Regions from separate parts of the Drosophila melanogaster genome. Here region 2 is linked to region 1. A link is a contact called in public Hi-C data. All regions are on one chromosome and are shown on one strand. Each heading gives the region's core, a stretch centred on a gene start, on an enhancer-like site or on the middle of the called end of the contact. The rest is flanking DNA. Distances are from core to core; before and after follow the strand shown.

Evidence for each region. Hi-C and Micro-C count contacts between places; a contact is called where the count stands out from the background.
Region 2: a contact with region 1 is called in a Hi-C map of the Kc167 cell line, with 5 times the contacts expected there. The contact joins the promoter of Loxl1 here to the promoter of CG1607 in region 1. A contact is called at or near these places in 6 of 107 Hi-C or Micro-C datasets (the D17-c3 cell line, the Kc167 cell line, the S2 cell line and 1 more).

What each region holds. Positions count from the first base shown.
Region 1 is chr3R:31,379,833-31,384,043 of dm6, reverse strand. CG1607 reads right to left here and starts at 1,935. Exons shown (of 10, transcript NM_143608.2): 1 at 1,709-1,935.
Region 2 is chr3R:31,458,076-31,462,286 of dm6, reverse strand. It overlaps Loxl1 (Lysyl oxidase-like 1), which reads left to right and starts at 2,418. Exons shown (of 2, transcript NM_079868.3): 1 at 2,418-3,409; 2 at 3,465-3,907. The coding sequence starts at 2,566. The coding sequence ends at 3,703. CG11334 reads left to right here. Exons shown (of 6, transcript NM_170551.3): 2 at 319-473; 3 at 1,131-1,366; 4 at 1,425-1,657; 5 at 1,724-1,887; 6 at 1,946-2,465. The coding sequence starts at 342. The coding sequence ends at 2,275.

The sequences.
Region 1 (4,211 bases), core at 686-3,185:
CCGCCGAAACAAGTTTTCTTACGCAGCGTTTTGTTTGTGATCGTGGTTGTCTTTCGACGGCCGAGAAAAAGGTTCTGATTCTTGTGCCTGCCTTGTTTTTGGCGGGCGGAAAAAGGTACATGCTGCCTTTTATCTAACAGATACACGCGGACAAGCTCCAGAGCAATTTGGTTGAAGGTTTTCTGTCTGTTTACCCAAGTGGTAACAACCTTCGGGTGGGACCTAACTGGGTACTAACTAAGAGCACGAAAGTATCTTTTGCCGTGTATCTTTTTCCGTTCACACGTAGGTTGCCGTTGTCACTCATAAATGCAAATTAGATATAAGACGCTCTGATTTTCGCGCGCATATTCAAATCTATTCCTGCCCACTTGCCGATCTATAATTGAATATATCCGCAAGATACCGGGGGCTTAGCTGCATCCACACAAACGACTGAATTAAGTCATTCAAAGCTCGGCGATTTGTCGCCAACTGAAGCACAATGGCGAAGCCTCTGCAATTTCTCAGTAGAATTCGTTTGAATAACTTGTATTACTGGGAATATTCTCCGCCTTTGAGCGTTACTTCAACCTAAATTCGCCTCGGGCCATTCGAGTTTATTGACCAACGAAACAAAGGCTGTGAGACTGAGGTCCAGGCTTTGATGATTCGGCCGACTGTCGATATTTATTTGGATCTGTTCCGCGGCCGGTTTTTTGGTTCCCAAACTGCTAAGTGTCCATCATTGAGTTGCTTAATCTCGGCTTTATTAGCAATTTGTGTATATAATCCCGAATTAACGACAATTGGCCGTGCGTCCAGCGACGTCATAGCAGCCGGTTAGAATGTATTTCTAAGTGCGTTAGTCTTATTAAATTAAATTCCGACTTTTCTGCCGCATTTGTGGCACTTTAGGAGCTCCCCGAATCGTTACTCAACTGATTTACTGCGCCTACAGTCTGCTTGATGTGATCGAGTCTTGTTTGGCATCCAAATTCTAAATCCGATCAGCTGATGGTCTTAAGTAAACAAATTCACAGCCTATAGAGAGTATCCTCAAATGCTTATCACGCTCTTTAAATGCTATTTTTTTCTGTTTCTCTGCCTAACTAAACTGCGTACTTAATGCTTAATCTCTGACATCTGTTGGGGCTGACGAATTGCGGTTTTCAGACTGCGAAAACAATTTAAGAGCTTTCATTAAATTAAATTTGGTGATGCATTTGGCAAATGCCAATAAATTTCAGGATTTCCCCCAAGGCCAAGGGCTTACCCCATCCTGAAAGGCATTGAACTGGTAAGAGAAGAGTGTGGGCCATTTGATATCTACACCACCGGCGTGCCAAGTGCCAATAAGTCGGAGCACAACACACCTTTCCAGAATAGGTGGGCCGCGGGTATTAAGTGTCCTTCGCCACCGAACGACGCTCATTAATTTACAGATCGACTCTGAGCCAAGTACTTATCGAGGTGGCTGGCATTCCAAGTACAATCTGACGTATTGTGACATTTCTGACCAAATGCCAGGTTGGCATTGCATCAGATTCTTGGCCATAGGTAATATCTGATTAAATGGTTAATGGAAAAGCGGCGCCAAAGTGTCTGGGAAAGCTTTCGGAAGCTGTTTGCGTGGGAAGTTTGTGACGTCAGGAATTGCCATTTGTGACGTGTTAGAGGGCAGAGGGCAAAGCGAAAGACAAAATAATATAGATTCTGACATACTCACACACAAATTTTAATTGATTTTTTGTTGGCTTAGATTTAAGTGTAACTTGACTTAATCAAGGTGTTAAATCAAGGAAGTTTCAAGCATTTTAAACACTCTTAGATGAATTGCTTGATACAACTTTAATTTAAAAACTTTAATATCTTTTAATATACGTTATTTGCTGTGCGAAATTGATGTTTATAAGACCCGCTTTGTTTCCGTGGCCACAGTTCTCGTTCTACTGACGGGCAGTTCGGGGTTACAGCATCGCCAGAAAACGAGAGAGCCATCCGAATCTCATTCCCCCCCGCCCACAAAAAGCACTCCGATAAGAGGTTCTTAAGAGCAGGAGCCAAGGCCTTCGGCGGACCACGTTTTTTGAGAACCTTTTGCGAACAGCAAATTACACATTTCGCAGGCGATAGGAAACTCACAACCCCAACGGCCATCGTCGAGGATTCTTAGAGGTTGGTCATCATGGGCTTGGTCTTTCAAATTATGCCAGTCCCTGCATGCTTCTTGGGTTTTTTTCTGGCAGTTCTTGCTTTTTGCGAGATGTCTGCTCACGTTCACGGCGATTCGAACGTCTTTTGTTGCCCGCGCATAAATTTTCGGCTTGGCACAACGTTCTTTGGGTTGCTGCTCTCTGTGATTCGCCTCACTTTATTGTTGTATTCAAGGTCAGCGGGGTCCTGCTGCGCATGTCCTGAAAGAGCTTTCGAGTGCGTACACTAGAGCGCTGTGAAAATAAAGTGCTGGTAAAGTTGCCTCGACCTTTTTACGGTCAAACATAAGAAACGGACGGACAGAGTCCAACTATTTAGCTATTATGATTCCCGAGGTTTCAACTTTCATACACATCAAACGATCTTTATCAAGAATTTATTTAACTTCTATGTTCGCAGATGCTTTTTATACCTGTTACATGCTGTCGGTGGTTCTATGATACCCCTGCTCAAGTGATGGGTATAATTAGTAAAGACAATAATATTTCAAGCCAAGACAAGAACCAACATTTTTGTACGTCATTTTTATACAACCACCATGTAGAATAGTTACGCGGTAAAATGCTTGTAAAATAATTGTATAAATCGAAAGTTGACATGTAGATATCCAGTTAAAGTTACGTGTATAGAAAATCTGTAAATATTAAAATAATTAAAAACAATGCAATTTTAAAATAATTTATGTGTAGGTAGGTTTGGCACTTCAGCATTCAAAGAATTAGTAAAGTTTAAGCGTATGGAAAATTGTTAAATTTCTCCTTTTACCAGCACATTTTGTACGCAGCTTTACTCTCATTTTTCCCCTTTTGGGTTTTCAACAATTTGTAAGTAACACATCGAATAAATCCGGGGAATTTGGCACATGTGTTGTGTGCAGTTGCACAATGCATCCCCGCGGCGAGTTGTCCACAAATCCCGCCCACCTGCAAAGATGTGTTGACAAGGCCAAATGCGAAAGGGTGGTGTGTGAGCTGAGTGTGTGTGTGTTCCGATGTGTTCCGTGTGCGCCAGCAACTTTGATCCAGCTGCGAACTGTTCATGCGTGGAAGCTGCATTGTTCGGTGCTTAAAAGCGATTGCTGCTGCCATATAAATGCACCTACCTCATGCCAGTGCGCTCCCCATTGCGTATACGTAGTGTGCAACACGCATACGCACTGTTGCACCGCCATAAAGGCTTGTCTCCCCAACTGCGCTCGCTTATTAGTTTGTTTTGCAGGAGGGTAAAATCAATCAATGGCCTCACCTGCTGCCTATCACCCGCCATCAAACACAATTTGATGGCATCAAAGCTTTATTTGTGTGCCTAGCCCACGAACAGGATGCCGAGCAGGCAGGATATGAACGGACCTCGGACTACGGACTACGGTCTACGGACTATGGACTGTCGGACCATCGAGGACACCAGCGCATATTTTGCCACATGACAGTTTGCTTTCGCATCTATGTCATGGCTCTGTCCGTGTTTTTTTGCAACGCTTTTGATCCTTACGTGACTGCGACAATTGTCGCTGGCACCTGTATCGTCAGAGCGAAGATACACTCAAACAAAAATGGACTGCAAGTTAAAAAAAGGCTGCAATGAAAATAGTTCTGGTTTTTCCAACATACTCAAAGGACTTTCGGACGCCTATAGAAGAAAATTCGAAACCCAAACACTGAGCTGGTTTTTATAAGTGGATTCTGGACATCCTGTCGCTTTTTTTCATCTGCGTTGGCGGCAAACTTTTCGCCGGAACATTTCCACATTTGCAAATGCAAATTCAAATGCTCGATTACAGTTGGCAAAAAACCCATATGCATTTGCTTATCGCATCGTGCCTGAGCAAATTTTGAATATTTTCCCAGCAATGCTGATCAATGAAGTGCGCACTTTTTGCCGCATCGGTGGGTAAAACAAGTTCTAAGCTACTTACTGTCCGGAGTCCTGAGTCGAATGGCGATAGATGTTGGCAGACACACCGAATAGTTCGAACTTTCTTGACGGGCGACAGGCGTTTTTCCACCTGCAAATTT
Region 2 (4,211 bases), core at 1,169-3,668, 78 kb before region 1:
GTCGGACTGTGTTCTTTTTGTGTACCGCCTGCTCTACCGGCGCCATTCTCGGCACTCTCGCTCGTCTGCGAAACAAACTCTTCCGACGCCCCAACCGTGAGGCTCGTTCAGTTGCTAACCGATCCGTTTGCCTGGCAGTCGTTGTTAGGGAGCGTTTAAAGCTACGAATTTCAAACCGAAACCGAAACTGAAACTGATCGCCTTCGATTAATAACTGATTAGTTGGCAGCGATTCGCCCACTAGTGGTCCAAGTGGGTTGCCCGTCTCCCTGCTTCTTCCTCCAAAAAGTGCACACATTAATCGGTAACCCTTTCCAGTTTCAGCACAATCCCCTGGAGAGATGAGCCTGCAGTCGATCAAGTACTCGCGGGGCAGCCTGGAGATCCTCGACCAGCTGCTCCTGCCCGGTCAGTCAAAGTACGTGGTGGTGCGAGGAGTGGAGGATGGCTGGAAGGTCATCAACAAGATGCAGGTGAGAATGCCTAGGCCAGCGCCTTTTCCTGCCTCCCTTAATAGTCCACGTTCCCCGGCATATTGCCATTAAAATGCCTGTTGGTACATTTCCTAATCTGCGCAACGATCGCTTGCTTGTCTCTTGTCGCTTGTCGTATGTCCCTTGCCCGGCTATAAATAACGTAATTGAAATTAAAAATTTAAAAACGCTTGCCAAAAATAAAACTACTCCGCGCACGTCACTTGGCGATCGGTTCCCACTGGGCTAATGCCCCAACAAGAAGATGATGGCCCATGGCCCATTGGTGGCCGATCGTTTATGTGTGAGCACGCGCCTTGTCACGTGGAGCCTCGCCGTTTTCCATGTAAGCTATTTACTCCGCCTTTTGCATCGTCATCTGATAAGCCAAGATAGGCTGACCCACCTAATCTGTCTGCTCTTCGCTCTTGTTTATGAATAACGACAATATAGCAGCGAAATTATTGCCCCAACGGTCTCATTTGAGACATGACAACAGCATGACAGCCTGATATTTTAAATATTCTCATTTAGCATCTTGATTGATCACGACTATTAATGGGTACTCGTTTCATATAGTCATGAAAAGTGGGTGCGTTTAAGGGACCATTAAAAATAAAACAAGCAATTTAAACTAATATTTTTGACTCTTTGAAGGTGCGTGGTGCTCCGGCCATCGCTATCGTTGGCTGCCTCTCCCTGGCCGTGGAAATCAACCCGGAGGATTTTGAGAACAAGAAATCACTGCGGCAGGAGATTGAGGGAAAGTTGAACTATTTGGTTTCCGCCAGGCCTACGGCGGTCAACATGAAGATCGCAGCCGACGAGCTCATCACCCTGGCCAACGAACTTTACAAGGACGAGGCAATCGACGTGACCCAAATGAAGCATAGGTAACCTCCTTACTGGGCTACGAGACGAGCACACAAAGTTAACCCCCTTCTGTTTAAGATTTCTGGACGCGACCGAAGCTATGCTAAAAAAAGACATTGCCGATAACCGTGCCATTGGAGCGAATGGAGCCCAGGCGATCCTACAGGGCGTGGCGAAGGCAGGTAAAGCGCCCGCTGGATCGACGGGATCCGTCCGGGTGCTTACCCACTGCAACACGGGTTCCCTGGCCACCGCCGGGTACGGTACAGCTCTGGGAGTGGTCCGCCAACTGGCCGAGCTGGGAAAACTGGGTGAGTACTTAATAGAGTTTGGTACATTTATTGATTACTTACGCACTTTTGCACTTTTCGCTCTAGAGCACGTTTATTGCACAGAGACTCGTCCTTACAATCAGGGAGCCCGCCTCACAGCCTACGAACTGGTCCACGAGAAATTCCCCGCCACTCTGGTTCTGGATAGCATGGTGGCGGCTCTGCTGCGGGCCAAAAATGTGGCTGCTGTGGTTGTAGGAGCAGATCGTGTAAGTAAGCCTCTTAATGATTAACTATTTTCGATTAATGGTTTCTTCCCTTCCTTAGGTGGCCTCCAATGGCGACACGGCCAACAAGATTGGTACCTACCAGATTGCCGTGGTTGCCAAGCACCACGACGTGCCATTTTACGTAGCCGCCCCTCTGACTTCCATCGATCTAGCGATTCCCGGAGGCGATCACATCATCATTGAGGAGCGTCCCGACCGGGAAATGACGCACGTGGGAGAGCACCGCATCGCTGCCCCGGGCATTAACTGCTGGAACCCCGCCTTCGATGTGACCCCTGCCTCTCTGATCACAGGCATCATCACGGAACGCGGTGTCTTCAAGCCGGCGGAACTGAAAGAGGCCATCACTAAGTTGCTAGAGTCCTAACCGGCGCACAGAAGTAGTTTACACATGCACTCCATACCCCCAAAAAAAGAAACCGCAGAAACCAGAGCACGCGCGCTCGGAATAGGCATTTTGCCAGCTGAGTTTTGTATACAAACGTTTTCCCGCCTGCCAAGCAGATGTGGGTCGATCCGTTGGGAAGCACAACGCACAATATACCTCCTACACATGTAGCCCCATTTGCCAGTTGTTACCCTACTGGCGCATTGTTCCATTGACTTTAAAACTGGTTGCGATTTGGGTGTGCTCCACCAGAAGGGGCTGAATGGGCGATGGCTTCGTTCCGGTTTCAATTGTTGCAGCTCCTAGTGGTTCTCAGCCAAGGTTGGGCCAACCTCAACGTGCAGAACAACTATAGAAACATGATGGTCCGACTGGCCACTAACAAGGCAGCGCTCGCCGGTATTCAAGTCCTCCGCGAGGGACGCGTGGAGGTGAGCTTTGACTTTGGCGCCTCATGGGGTACGATCTGCAGCACTTCGTGGAGCATGCGGGAGGCAAATGTGGTGTGCCGACAGCTAGGATTGGGCTACGCTTCCAAGGCAAGCCAGGGAACGGAGCACGGGGATAGCCGGAAGTATCCCTGGGGCATGGTGGGCACTCTGTGCAGGGGAACCGAGCGTCGCCTAGCCGACTGCATCCGGGAGTCCCACTACCCGAACCTCTGCAATGCCAGAAACCATAATGTCAGCATTGCGGCCTGTGTTAGCCATTCGGCTGACCTGGAGATCGGACTGGTGGACATCGAGAGAACCGCCCGCCTGGAGGCCGTGCCCATGTCGCGGCTCACATGCGCCATGGAAGAGCACTGTGTTTCCGCCGACGCTTACGAGATCCGAAGGACGAATCCGCACGCTGCGAGGATACTGCTTCGCTTTTCCGTTAAGGCTTCCAATGTGGGCACCGCCGATGTAAGCCCATACGCTAACTACAAGGAATGGGTATGGCACCAGTGCCACAGACACTACCACAGCATGAATGTTTTTGCCACCTTTGATGTTTACGACCTCAACTACCGGAAGGTGGCCCAGGGGCACAAGGCCTCCTTTTGCCTGATGGACAGTGAATGCCGGCCAGGAGTACGGCAAAAGTACACCTGTGGCAACACCACCCAAGGTACGTGCACCTGTGACAGCTTCTAAGGAGTCACTAGTAACCCATCTCCTTGCAGGCATTTCCGTGGGCTGCGCAGACACCTACACCGATGTGTTGGACTGCCAGTGGGTGGATGTTACCCGAGTTCCCATCAACCGACGCTACATCCTGCGAGTGGCCCTCAATCCCGAGTACAAGCTGGGAGAGATATCCTTCGAGAACAACGGAGCTGAGTGCCTTCTTGACTACACTGGCGTACGGCAGACGACAAGGATTTTCAACTGTCGGCGAAAGCCGCTTTGGTTTAAGATTTGATTTTGTGTACAGTTTAGAAAGTAAAATAGCGGTATGAGCCATCTCTGGTGACCTCTTAGATACTAAGAATTTCCCGCCTGCCAATGCTAGATGGCTGGATCATTTGAAATGAATACTTTAGGGCTTAGAATCGTAATTAATCTGTGTACTTCAATAAAGCTAGTATACTTTTGGGGAGTAGCGGTTTCTTCACTGCCAAACAATAATTCTTGGTATACTTTTGGGAGCCGCAACAAAAGTCGAACCATTATTTTATGCGGCATACTTTTCTGCGGCGCCGACACACTTGGGTGTCATACTGCAGTGCATACCAGTAGGCGCTGATTAGTTTTAACTTTGTTTATCCACCTGCTGTTATTTCTGTTCGCCTGGTATTTCAATTCAAACAAGCCGTCAAATTGGCCGACAGATTGTCAAATCGCAGTGCCCATGTAGCAAGTTTTTTGATTTTCAATACCAGGCGAACATAATTTGTAGCAAGTGCCTACCAGCTGGTAAAATTTTCTTA